Regions from separate parts of the Mus musculus genome. Here region 1 is linked to region 2. A link is a contact called in public Hi-C data. All regions are on one chromosome and are shown on one strand. Each heading gives the region's core, a stretch centred on a gene start, on an enhancer-like site or on the middle of the called end of the contact. The rest is flanking DNA. Distances are from core to core; before and after follow the strand shown. Region 1 overlaps Tshz2 (teashirt zinc finger family member 2). Region 2 overlaps Tshz2 (teashirt zinc finger family member 2).

The links. A called contact is a pair of places that touch in the nucleus more often than the background predicts.
Region 1: a Hi-C map of liver shows a contact between it and region 2, with 1.8 times the contacts expected there. The contact joins two enhancer-like sites. A contact is called at or near these places in 1 of 15 datasets of contacts at CTCF or cohesin (CD8 T cells) and 4 of 484 Hi-C or Micro-C datasets (the HPC-7 cell line, liver, muscle stem cells and 1 more).

Annotation. Positions count from the first base shown.
Region 1 is chr2:169,787,933-169,794,402 of GRCm38.p6, reverse strand. All of the region lies in intron 1 of Tshz2 (teashirt zinc finger family member 2), which reads right to left. Among named protein-coding and RNA genes, the nearest start is that of Gm34344, 120 kb to the right of the region's middle. Within about 2 kb of position 3,787, at least 160 of the 459 cell types and tissues checked have an H3K27ac peak or open chromatin away from gene starts, as enhancers often do. A contact at or near this core is called in liver, where this site is marked.
Region 2 is chr2:169,721,729-169,728,831 of GRCm38.p6, reverse strand. The region is part of intron 1 of Tshz2 (teashirt zinc finger family member 2); the gene reads right to left. Among named protein-coding and RNA genes, the nearest start is that of Gm34344, 58 kb to the right of the region's middle. Within about 2 kb of position 4,426, at least 45 of the 459 cell types and tissues checked have an H3K27ac peak or open chromatin away from gene starts, as enhancers often do. A contact at or near this core is called in liver, where this site is marked.

The DNA.
Region 1 (6,470 bases), core at 2,538-5,037, 66 kb before region 2:
GGTTCCCAGGACTCACACTACACATGGCTCTCAACCATCTGTAAGCCCAGGTCCAGGGACTCTGATGCCTCCTTCTGGCTTCTGCAGGCTCCCAAATGGCACACAGACACACATTCAGGCAAACACTCACACATACATTAAACATAAAATAAATGTATCTTTAAAGGCATCACACGACCACTGTTACCAGATAACCATGATGTACTAGAACACAATTCCTTATTTTTACATCTCTAAAACAATCTTAAAATATCAGAACTTGAATTATTTTCAATTTTCATAATTCATTTAGCAGAAATATCACATTTGAGTCAATTGAGACTCAATTAAAACTCTTGAGACCTGCTGGGGTTGGGGAGATGGATCGGTTGGTAAAGTGCTCACTACATAGGCAGGAGGATCTGAGTGTGACCCCCAGAATCTACATCAAAAGCCAGGCATGGTGTTGCTGCTGGGGAGGCAGAGACAGGAAGACCCGTGGGGCTCGATGACTGCTTATTCTAGAGTAGCTTGAGGGTTAGTAAAACATGCTGTCTGAAGAGTAAGGTGGCTAGTAGCTGAAGAAGACACTCAATAGCCTGTACACATGTGTACATACACTCCTCCGCCCCCCCCCAATTACATATGCAGGCTCATGCACAAACACTTCACACACATGTGCATACACATGGACACATACTATGCATGCACACACATGGGCACACACAATGTACAACCCCAGAGATCCATACACACACACACCACAAACACAAGTATACAGACACACACACCACAAACACACAAGTATACACACACACAGGACACTTTTTAAAAATATTGTAAAAGCCCTCATGCTGTATCAAAGTTTCATAGTGAACTATTTATATCTTTAAGAACAGCAAGGCACCCCTGTGCGTGTAAGACATGGATATAGGTATCATCTCTCCCTCAAAAACCTGAAAATGTCTGCACTTCAAAGCACACCTCCGTAAGGAGCTCAGAATCGGAGGCTTTGTGGGTTTGTCTAAATGAAGACACCAGCCCTTCATGTATGAAAGGCTCCAGTCAAAAGGCAATTGGGTTCTCCCTCTGCTTTCGTTCCACCCATTAGGCGAAGCTTGATAATTTACATTATTTCTTGATTTAGTCCATTCTTGATCCATCTGAGTGACTAGGCGCTGGCATAATAGGACATTGTCCCTGAACAGGATGGCTCGTTATATGCCCGGCTCCTAACTCTATCTTTTCTGACTCTAACCACAGAGGGAGGAAATAACATAACAGAAACACACCCCACGTGCGCCCCTCTGTTTAATAGGATTGCACTGTCAGGAGACAGTGGTATGATAAGGCTTCCATACATTGATGCCCTAACAATGTGTGGCGAATGGGAAAGGTAACATTTAATAAGCATGTTAGGGTAATTAGTTAAGTCACTTGTCAATTAACCAGATTACCTAATAGCTCATTTGTCTCTCCGAGCAGCAGGCTTTGTGCAAAGGCAGTCAAGGAAAACTTATTTGGATGGGGTGGCTTCCTGCAGGAGTGTGCTCCAGCCCGGCTGCTGGGGCCCAGAGGCCTCACAGCTGCTCCTAGCTTCCCTACCCTCTCAGAGGAGATACAGCTGTGTGCCCCACTCCTTCCTCCTCTCCATCTTCATTTTCCTTTGTGTCTCCTGACCTTTCTCCCTGTCTCATCTCCCTCTCTTTCATACTTTCATTTCTCCTCTTTCCCCTCCCTCCTTCCTTCCCTCTCTACATTCCTTCCCTACCACTTTATATTTTCTTTCTTCCCCCTTCCTTCCCTGCCCTTCCTCCTTCTCTCCCTCACTTCTTCCCTCCTTCCTTCCATTCTTCCACCCCTCCTTCCTTGCTTTTCCTCCATCCCTTCCTCCTTCCTTCCATCCTTCCTTTCCGTCCCTCCTTTCTCTTCCTCCCTCCCTCCTTCTCTCCTTCTTTCCCACCTCATACCCCTTTGCTTCCATCTTTTTCCTCCTCTTTCCTTTCTTTCTCCCCTCCATTTCCCTCCCTTCCTTACATTCCTCCTTCATTCCTTTCTCCCCTCACTTTCCCTCCTCCCTCCCTCCCTCCTTCCTTCCTTTCCCCATGACCCTTTGCTTCAATCTTTCCCCCTTCTCTTTCCTTTCTCCTCCTCCTCCTTTTTCTTTCTCTTATCTTGTTCTCTTTCTTTTGTTCATTCATTTTCCCAATCCTTTGTTCCCTTTTTCTTTAGTTTGCTCTGTGGTTGATTTTATTTTGGGTCAGGGGTCAACTAATAAACCCTTCAGGCTTTCTGGGAGAGGAGGTGAAATCGAAACTACATGCAGGGTTTTATAAAAGACAGAAAACAGACTTCCTTAACACTATTATTATTATTATTATTATTATTATTATTATTATTATTATTATATCATTATTTAAACTATGTGGAATTTATTCTGGCTCCTCAGCTATGGGTTTGCACTTGATGACCTGGCTCCTGTCGGCTGCCCAATTCTGGGTCATACCTAAGCCTGAAACTTCCTAATTTCAAAATGGCCAGATGCTCATCCCAGACTTACAAACACTCACAAAGGCCTTACTGCGCAATGACTCTTTGGCTAAGAGCAGAGGCCCCAGAACTAAACAGCCTGACTTTGAAGCCCAACCTGGCCACAGAGGACACCTTGCGGTTTGGAACTGCACAGCCCTGAATATCAGTGCCACCTGCTAAAAGTAAAGAAGCCAGCCATCTGAGAATGGTAGTGAAGGTTAAACTGAGACACAGAAGAGTTGGCAAGATGGTTTATAGGGTAAAGGCGCTTGCAGCCAAGCCTGATGACCTGAGATCAAATCCCCAGTGCCTACTTTGTATACTGAATGTTGTTTTCTAACCTCTATAAGTGTGCTCACACACACACACAAACACACACACACACACACACATGCACGCACATACAAACACATACACACACACACTGTAATGTAAAAACAATAAGATAAAAAGAAGTTACTTAAAATAGCACAAAGTTAGCACTAGAGAGTAACTTGTTTTTATCGCTTTGATACCATCCATGGGGGCAGGAGAAGGGAAGTTTCCCATTTCGGGAAGAAAAAAGAAACAACAAAAAAACCTGATAAGCCAGGAGTCTGTTTCCTGGTCCCTGGAGCCATTTGGTGGTAGAGATGGTGCCAAAAGGAGAGATGCACTTAGAAGATATACTTGGGCACTTTCCGAGTGCGCTTCTGCAAACAGGATGCTGTAAATGTCTCCTTGGGGGACGAGCCTGCCAGCAGGTCTCGGTTTCCACTTGTGATTTACAGAGTCCTTTCCTCTAGTTCAGATAGGTTTTCCTGCCTGCCCTCTGTGCAGATCTTACTTCAAGTCCAGCCCCATCCAGTACAGAACGTGTCTCCCCACCCTCAGGCGAGGGATGCATAGCAGGAGTATCAAAGAGGTTTCCTGTTCCAGTTTCCTCCTTGGCACCCCTGCCAGGCGGAAATCTCTTAAGGCCTTACTTAGCATGCACCGGCAAGAGCTGAGCCAGGGCAAGCGGCACAGCTACTGGCACTGGCTCCTCCTATCCGCCCTCCCTCCCTTTCTCTCCGCCCCTTTGCTTTCTCCCTTCTCCCAGGTTTCCGCTGACAGTAAGTGCACTCGGGTTACACACAGCTTTCTTTGGAAAGCCCCCTTTTTAATGATCTGGCAGCCCAGGAAAAAAAAAAAAAGAAAGAAAGAAAGAAAAAAAATTCAATCGCTCTTCCCACAGCTTCCGCAAGCCCCAGTGATAAATGACACCTGTCATTCTGTCACAGACAAGCAGCACAGACTGAGATGTCAGTGATGTATGGCTCACTAGAACAGGAAATCAACTTTTCTCCCCCCAAAGGGGGAAAAAATCTAAAAGAGCTGACCAGAACATTGTCAGGAATCAGTTTTGCCTCCCAGACAGATGGGAAAGGAGACGGGAAAAGTTTGAACTTAGGAAAGGAAAAAAAAAAATCAGATCAAAACAAGAGGAATAGTGTCTGGAGAGAAGCTGGCATCCAGTGGGCCACACCGTGTGCGGGCATGGCTGAGGTCTTTGTAGCACACAGGGCATGGACCAAGTGTTCACCTCTGTTGGCGCCTGAGGGAGGGAAGGGTGAATCTCACCCTGTGAGATTCTATTCTCCTTAGGAGTCTCACCGGGGTGGGGAGGGGTTGGGGTTGGGGGTGGGTTGGGGGCCTGGGGGGTGAGGGGTATGGGGGGGGAGAAGTGAGTCAAGTCAGAGATTTGTTTGCTAAGCACAAAGTAGCCAGTTTTACACAGCTCCCAAGGGAAGACAATAACATTCCCAATGGCTGCTCTCCCCGGTATTCCCACTTCACAGAGATTGTCACCTGAAGAACAGCAAGGTCTCATGCGATGACAGTCATGGGGAGGCGCAGGAATGGCTTCCCTACCTTTCTCCTCATTTTCCCACCCTCTTCTCATCCCATCATCCACACATGTTAAATTCAAAACCATCCATTATCAAGCTGTATCATTTCTATACACTCGAGGCTCTGACTGGAAAAGACAAACTCAGCCACATCTGACTGATACTGAACAGTTGGGCTTATACTTTTGTGCTAAACTCACAACAGAAAATTAAGACACAGACAAGTAGTTTATTCCTATGTGGGATGTCTAAGAATCGGTGTGTCATCACCTGGGATAGGGTAGGTGACATGTTGAGTAGGCACCCTGGTTTCCACCCACTGAGACCTGAAAGCACTTCACACCAGTGAGACCAAGAAAAAATTTCCCTGGGTGTCTCTGGACATCCACTGCGAAACAGTTGCCCCAATTGAGAACCCTTATCTTAAAAATCTGAAATCAAACAACCTAGAAAAGATTATGTTCCAGGGATGAGTTGAAGTTGGCATGCTAAGCAGTCTGATATAGAAAAATGCTCAAAGATTGTCCCAAAGATACACTAACTTTCCCAGGTTTTCACAAACATTTCTATTTAAGCTTTGTAACAACCAAAAAGTCCAGTTGCCATTTGTTTTGCATGTATCTTCTGTATAGATGGGACAGAACTGGATACCGCAGAGGGAAGTAGGCTTAAAGCAGGCAAAATGATTCACAGGGGCCGGGGAGATAGCTCTGCCATCAAACTGCTTGCCGTGTAAGCAGAAGACCCTGTTTGGATCTCCAGAGCCATGGGCATTGGTGGCACACACCTCTGATCTCTTGTGAAACAAAGGCATGCAGATCTCTGGGACTCAGTCCAGGATCAGTGAGAGACTCTCCCTCAGTCAATAAGGTAGAGTCATTGAGGAAGGTACCGGGTTTTGATCTCTGGCCTCCACATGCATATGCATTCATGTATACTGTATATATACACACACACCACACAGAGAGACACACTACACACACACACACACACACACACATACACACACCACAGAGAGACACACCACATACACACCCCACAGAGAAACATACTACACACACACATACACACACACTGCACAGAGAGACACACTACACATATACACACCACACACACCACATAGAGAGACAAACTACGCATATATACATACACTCACACCACACATATACACACCATACACACAGACACACACACACCACACACATCACACACACATCACACAGAGACACACCACACACACATACACACACACAATCACATAAAGAGACACACTACACATATACACACATACACATACATACCACACACATATATACACCACACACACACCACACATACACACATATACCACACACATATATACCACACATACACACACATACCACACACATATACACCACACACACCACAGAGAGACACACTACACATATACATACACATGCACACACACACCACACACATACACACTCCACACACATGCAGACTCACACATCACACACATACACACTACACCACACACGTACACTACACATAGACTACATACACACCACACACACAAACAAACACACTCCTCAATTTCAGATAAATCACTTTAATGCTAGTGAAAGATAGCAATCAGAACCACACATCTCATTTCCAATGATATCATGAAATGACTGTTTTCATGCTCTGAAAATTATTAAATTATGATTTATTAAGCATGAGCATTAAATGTTTTTGAACATTTGAGCTTGTGGTTTGAATGGAAGAAAGTTGGACAGAAATCACACCCTTCTGCCGGGGCTTTCTGTGCGCGGCAGGGCGAGAACCTGAAACTGTTAACATACAAATCCTCTCAACGCAGCTTGCACAGCTGCATCCAAAACATTCTTTGACCCCTCCAGTAAAGCATGGGATGAAAAGGAAGCAGAGCCTGCTTCCAGACACCGCATAAAACATCTCAGCTTGTCACCCGTCAGTTGTCACCGAGAGAGATCAAAGTTAATTTGAGAGACACATATAGATTGATCCGTGTAAAGCCGTTAATGGGAATCACATGGGAAGACAAGAAACAACAGGCAATAGGCTGAGCGTGTGATCATAAAGAAT
Region 2 (7,103 bases), core at 3,177-5,676:
TTCAAACAAGTCCTCCCTCCTGCAGTGGCTCCCAATAAGTGGAGCCCAGCTCTGAAGACACAGGAAGCATGTGACCCGCATGCCTGGCCCAGGAGGGGTGAGGTGTTTAAAGACCTTGTTTCAAAGAAGTGATTTACATTTGTATGCGCAGATAGGCTTCTGTTTCTTCCCAATCGGAATATGCCTTTATTAAGAGTCCCTGGAACTCAGACACAGCAACCACAGTTTTCCTTTCCCTTGTTCATTGTTGTGTAAGTTTTGTCTGCCTCTCCAGTCCATACCTATTCCAATAAATAGAAGTATTAAAAATTCCAGGCTTGTTTTACTGTTGCATTTGTCACAGATTCTTTTCAACCTAACACTAAACCCACTTTCTTTGACTTGAATTCTGAATGGTTCTCTCCAAAAGGACAAACTGAGGCCCTGGGTCAACACAAAGGCCAGAGTTTTGATCATCCCTTTCAGGGAAGCTCAAAATACAAGGATATACAAGATATACAAGCTCAAGATATACAAGGATTCCATTTCATCAGTGCTGTCTCAAGTATATTTGAATACCGAAAGGTGTGCAATGAGGAAAAAGACACTTAGCTTCTCAGTCAAAGAGTGTGCCACTAGGCAAATGATCTGTCTCAGAAGGTAAAGCGCTTGCTCGATGCCAAGTCTGATGGCCCGAGTTTGAACCCCAGGACCCACATGGCAGAAGGAAGGAACTGACTCCCACGAGCTATCTTCTGCCCTCCACATGCACACAAGCTTTGGCTTGCATGTCACCCCTTCCCCACACACAGACAAACATTACTAAAAGTATTCTTAAAAGAAGGAAAGAGTATTTTAATCAAGGGAATATATATTTAACTTCAAAAGTCATCAAGGAGGGCCCCACAGGGGGGTGACATTGAGCAGAAGGTAACCTCCCTCATAGTGACATGTAAGACCCGGAACTGGAAAGCCATGCCTGTCACTTTTTGTCCGTTCTTGAAATTTGGAACTCAGACACAGTAGTGTCCACACTTTGGATATCCTAAAGTATGCAATGAAAGCTTGGCCCAGAGAAACCCTGAACAGAACCCTTGTGATTAATAGCCTGTGCATTCAGCTGATGTATATTGTGAGTACAAACACTGAGGTCAGTGGAAATGATAATTAAACATGCATATTTCACAATGGAAAAGTCCCATCCATCAACCTGGACCCCAAACTGAAAACAGAGGGATGTTTTCCACTTGGCAGATGGAGTTAATAGTGTGCAAGAATCACTCTGTTCATCTCTCAGAATAGTTTCCCAGGCTGGACTGTTGAAAAGGATCCATTAGTTCATCCCATATCAGCCTCTTCCTTTTAAGAGATAATAATTTCATTGTTAAAAGTGACTCACACTGTAGTTAAGTAACAGGAAAAGAAAACATTAAGAAAAAAACCCCTAAAACCATCCAATATCCCAGCGTTGAAAAAAAAAACCATTTTAATATGAATTATATTTCAGATGTGTTTCTATCCATATGGGATAGATAAATAGATTGTTAGATGAATGGATCAGTAGATAGATAGATTATGGGTGGACAAGTGGGTGGATAGATGTATGAATACATGGATGAGTGGATGGATGGATGGATGGATGGATGGATGGATGGATGGATGGTTAGGTAGATGTATGCATGCATGGATGAGTGGATAGATGGAAGGATGAATGGATGGATGGATGGGTGATGAGCAGATGGGTAGGTAGGTAGGTTTACATATGTATGAACGAGTAGATGGATAGATGGACAGATGATGAGTGGATGGTTAGGTAGGTGGATATATGAATGCATGGATGAGTATATGGATGAGTGGATGGATAGATGAATGGATGGGTGGATGGGTGGATGGATGGATGTTGGGCCCTATTTGTCCCTGGTTTGGACCTTGAGGACAAATCCAAGCCTGGCTCAAGTTTTGAAAACTGTCTCAGTCACTTCCATACATGACCAGTGTAAGCCTGCCTCTGCCTAGCTACCGCTGATGTGCCAATTTCTTATAGGCCCCATGAGATCACCCCACATCCCTTGTCATCTCACACCACCCCATACATCATCTCACCCTATACGCTCTGTCACTCTTCCTCACCCCCATGTCATCTTGCCTCACCAAAAATCCCCACCTCCTTCCTCAACCCTATATAAACAAAAGACTGATACAATAAAACAAGTTTCTGCTTTGAGAGATGGTTAGTCTCTGGACCATCCCAGCCACCACACTCACCATCCTGCTTCAGCCCAGGATTTCTCCTCTCAGCCTAGACGGGCAGAGAGCAGGCAGATGGATGGATGGATGGGTGGATGGATGGATGGATGGATAGGTAAGTTGGGTAGGTATATAAATGAATACATGGATAAATAGATGGATAGATGGATGAGTGATGAGTGGGTGGGTAGGTGGGTACATGTACTCATGTATGATTGAGTAGACAAATGGATGGATGAATCAGTAGATAGATGGAAAAATGACAAGTCAATGACAAGGTGGGTAGCTATATGCATCCATGAATGAGTCCATGGGTGGATGGGTCAATAGATGCAGGATTAGTAGACATATGGATGTATGGGTACAGATGGATGGTTGGGTGAGTGGGTGGACAGATGGACAGATGGGTAGAATTGCACCCCTTTATTCTTTCCTAAGGTTAACGGTCATCCTTTTCTGGTGACTTTATCTACCCAATCCTCAGTCAACAATCAGAGAACAACCCTGTCTCGTAAACTCAATTACTATATTTTTCAAATTTACAGTGGTACTTCAAAAAAAAAAAAACCTTCTGAGCTAATACTGCTACCTTTATCACACTAGTGAAAGTTTGTAAGTCATTTATGGACTCCACAAGTTCTTACAGATACGACGAAACCAAGAAGTCATTTAGAGTCACCTGCTATGTCACAACAAGGTCTAAGTGGACAGGTAAGGACAGTTAATTGTACTGTTCAAGCTTACCCAATGTTGAGAGGAGAATACAGCACTATTGCCTTTGATAAAGGGACTCAGTGGGACCCTCCTCTCATGCTCACTAACATCTGTATTATTCAGGCCAGTGACTCTCACCCTTCCTAATGCTGAGACCCTTTGATATGCTTTCTCTTGTCATGGTGACCCCCACTTTATAACTGATTTTGCTACTGTTGTGAGTTGTAATGTAAATATGTAATATGTAGGATATCTGATATGGGACCCTTGTGAAAGAGTCCTTTGACACTGAAAGGGGTCAAGACCCACAGGCTGAGAACCACTGGCTTGTGCATCCCTTTAATGAAAGGAAGAGGTGAGGGCCTGTGCTTACCGTTAAAGACCTGTCTTCAATCTACCAGAACCTAGATGCCTTCTTGAACGATTAGAACTTTGGAGTGTGGCACCAGAAAGGCGTGAAGTAGCATCATCTACTAGTCTCCAACAGGGTTGGCCAGTCAGGGCACAACTGCTGGTTGGTGGCTTTGTTATGTGGCTCTTGCTGTGAGATAGACATTTGTCAACAATAGTGGCCTGTAGCCATTTGATGTCAGTCAGAACATGCTAGCCCTTTCACTCTACTGTATGTGGATACACACGCATGAATGCCTGCGTGCATATGTGTGGTGGCTGGATACCACTCATCTTGTTTTGGAGACAGAGTCTCTCACTGGCATGAAACTTGCCAAGTGGGCTAGCTGAGCAGAGAGCCCCAGGGATCAGGTTCTGACAGTCTCTACTTCCCCATTGCTGGGATTCTAATTGCATGCTACGATGCCTGGCCTTTTGAAATAGGGGTTCTGGGGGACCAAATGCCAGTACCAAAAGGCAAGTACTTTTCCGACTGAGCTCTCTTCCTAACACCTTCTTCGCCCCTTCTGTTTTGATAACTGAGAAGGGATCTGGGATGAGCTGGATGCAAAGCCACCCGTGATTGAGAACGGGTGCATCGGGATTTCCCAATGCGAAGTACTGCATGTCTCCTACCTAGCAGAGGGAAAAGCATCTTTTAGAAGTACAAATGGTACCGTTTTCTAGGGTTCACCATATGTGTCCCCAGATCAGGCTGAGAGGTGACAAAGGCAAGATGAGCAATGAGCCCCATGCCATCAGTGATATCTAAAAGAGGCTAGTTAGGTCTGGGTTGCCTTGAGTCCCACACCATCAATGATGTCTGAAAGAGGCTAGTTAGATCTAGGTAGCCTTGTGCCCCACACCATCAGTGGTGTCTGAAAGAGGTTAGTTAGGTCTGGGTTGCCTTAACCCATGTGCCTGAGAATAAGAACAGAAAGGCGCACAAGACAGGCAGATCCCTTCCCAGAGATGCCCTTGCTTCTGTATCCACAGAATTCAAGGTGCAAGCCAGCCAGCCAGCCAGCCAGCCAGCCATCTTTTCACGTCCATCAGATGGCCAGACAGCAAGGAAGGAAGGGCTGCTGACGCAGATAACGGGAGCCATTAGTCCCTCGCCAATTATGGCAGCTGCGGTGGCTCTGTCTTTGAGGGGCAGGAGTGGTTCAGGAATTGTGAATTTAAATCTTGCAGTTGGAGCTCAGATCACCGCTAGTGAAACAATGTTTAGAAGCGCCTGAAAGATAGCAGCTAATTAATGAACAGTCAGGCCCGGTTCCTAAGACATTTGAAACAAAACAGGACAGAGCTCTCTGCTCTGTGTACTTCGGGGACTGACAGAGAGCCAAACCGGAACTTGACAACGAGCAGAGGAGCCCATTCCTCTTGTGAGTTCCCATGAGCCACCAGTTCTCTTTAAAGTGTGGCTTTTATGTTGAGAAAGAAGAGTATTATTTGGGGAGCCAAGCACGCATGTATGGGCTGCACGGGGTACACACGTAACACACACGGATCTTGCTAATCGTGTGGCAAACTGTTCTGTGCTAACGGTTTCCAAACTTCCCCTCCCTCACGCAAACAGTACCTATTACTTTAAACACCCGGGTGTCTCGTAATTGTTCAAAAATGTGTCAGACTACCAGTAATTCAAGTCCTGTCAAAAATAAATCTCAGAGACTCACTTCTTCCAGTCGGTGCCTTGGGAAAAAAACACGCCCACATGTCAATTCCCGGAAGCCTCTGCAATGTTTCTTTGTTCTGAATTTGTGTAAACAGAAGAAGGCTCCTTTCCCTTAACAACTGTTTTCTGAAACCTATATAAATGTTTACGTGAACCTCCTTGCAACAACACCTAACCGAAGCAATAAAAGCCACCGTGTAGGTAAATACACAGGCACAGTGCTGTGTGTGCCTCTTGGTGATAAAGGTTCCTGTGAGAAGGAGCAATGTCGCGACTTGTGAATTATTCTCTCACTTTTTTTTTCTTCCTTCCAGAGGTCTGACCCAAAGCATTTACATTTTAAATTGGAAATCAAACCAATCTCCCATCAGAAAGGGGTGACAGTCTCTGGCTCTCTTCCCCGTGTATCCAAATGAGATTGCTTCACAGATAATCTCAAAATCACAGATAAATAAATGAAGGGGGAAACTGAGTATAAGAAAGAAAGAAAGAAAGAAAGAAAGAAAGAAAGAAAGAAAGAAAGGAAGGAAGGAAGGAAGGAAGGAAGGAAGGAAGGAAGGAAGGAAGAAAGAAAGAAAGAAAGAAAGAAAGAAAGAAAGAAAGAAAGAAAGAAAGAAAGAAAGAATTCACAAAAGTGGCAGCTAGTGAAGATGGGATAGCAGAGTTTCTCTGTGTTTTTGTTTTCTGTCACTAACCGGTACCGGGAGCCCTGGAGAGCAGAGTCCAGTCCTTACAGAAAAGCATACGGGGGCTGTGAACAAGTACCAATGACGGAGGAGTCATGCATGGCTCTCTCGGGCCTTGCATTTCTGATAGAACAGTTCTTTGGCTGAATAACATTGCATTCATCTGATCAGAAAATCAGCTCCCATTCAGTATTTCTTGCAAAACCAGAATTTCAACAAGGGAAGAAACACACAGACACCCCTAACGTTGAGTGCCCCTCTCCCAGGTTCTCAGCTAGCTGTCTTTACTGAAGAAATAAACACAGCCGTGAGCTGTGCCCAGATGGAGGCCGAGAAAATGTTAGGATGAAACCCTAAGTCACTCTCTTCTGGGGCAAATGAGAATAAGTTGGCTTGCGTTAGGCGAGGACGGGTCGATATTTCATTATTAACACGGTGACAATTGCATATTAACAAGAGGTCATTTTCCCCCCAAGCATCTAACTGCCAAACCTGCTGGATGAATGGTTTCCTTCCTCCACTGGAGCATCTTTCTGTTTCTCTTCTGCTAATATGGAAACTTGAGCCTTTAGCCAGTGTGTGTGTGTGTGTGTGTGTGTGTGTGTGTGTGTGTGTGTGTGTACCACATATGCTCATCAAAGCATCCATCTTTGCTGGGCAGGATTAGGAAACACCTAGTAAGGCTTCCTGAAGGAAGCCAGGGATTTTGTTAACCTGTTCCCTTTAGGCTTCCTTCCCCCAGCCCGAATGTTCTCATCAACTTGTTTGTCTGTGGGATTTAAATACTCATCCTGTTTGGCGGATGGCAGTTTTATTTAGAGAAGTAAAGTACACATTTTCTTTGACTCTCAGGAGAGATATAATAAGATAAGCCATTAATTCGAAGGGGCAACATACGGGACAGATGGAATTCTAACTGTGTGGTTACCTTCTCCAACGGTGGAGGGGGCAGAACGCATAATAAATCAGGCACGGTCCGGCAGTCACGAACGGGCTCATCCTGCCCATGCCCACAATGGAGAACAGTGCGTGCTCTCGGTGTAGACCATTAGGTTTCCTAGAGTGAGTGAACTATGAGATATCGCATTCTTCCCTCCTGGGAAGGAGCCTCTTCGTATTCTGCATGGTGCAGAGAAAGCTTGCCCAGCTGAAGGACGGCTAATGAGGAGTAATATGCGGCCGCACAGAGGATGCCAGCTTCTCTTTTGTGTGCTGAGTCCTAGCCACAAGAAATAAAGATGTCTCCCTGGGTTCCTTTGAAGCGATCCGCATTCGGTTCCCTTTCTCTTCCTTTTGTCCTGTTTATTCTTGAAAAAAATCTTAAGGGTCTTTAGATGCCAGCTTTCTAAATTTTCTCAGTGGAGTGGTTATCCTTTAGCTGCCCAGGGGGCCCCAGCCACGGGACA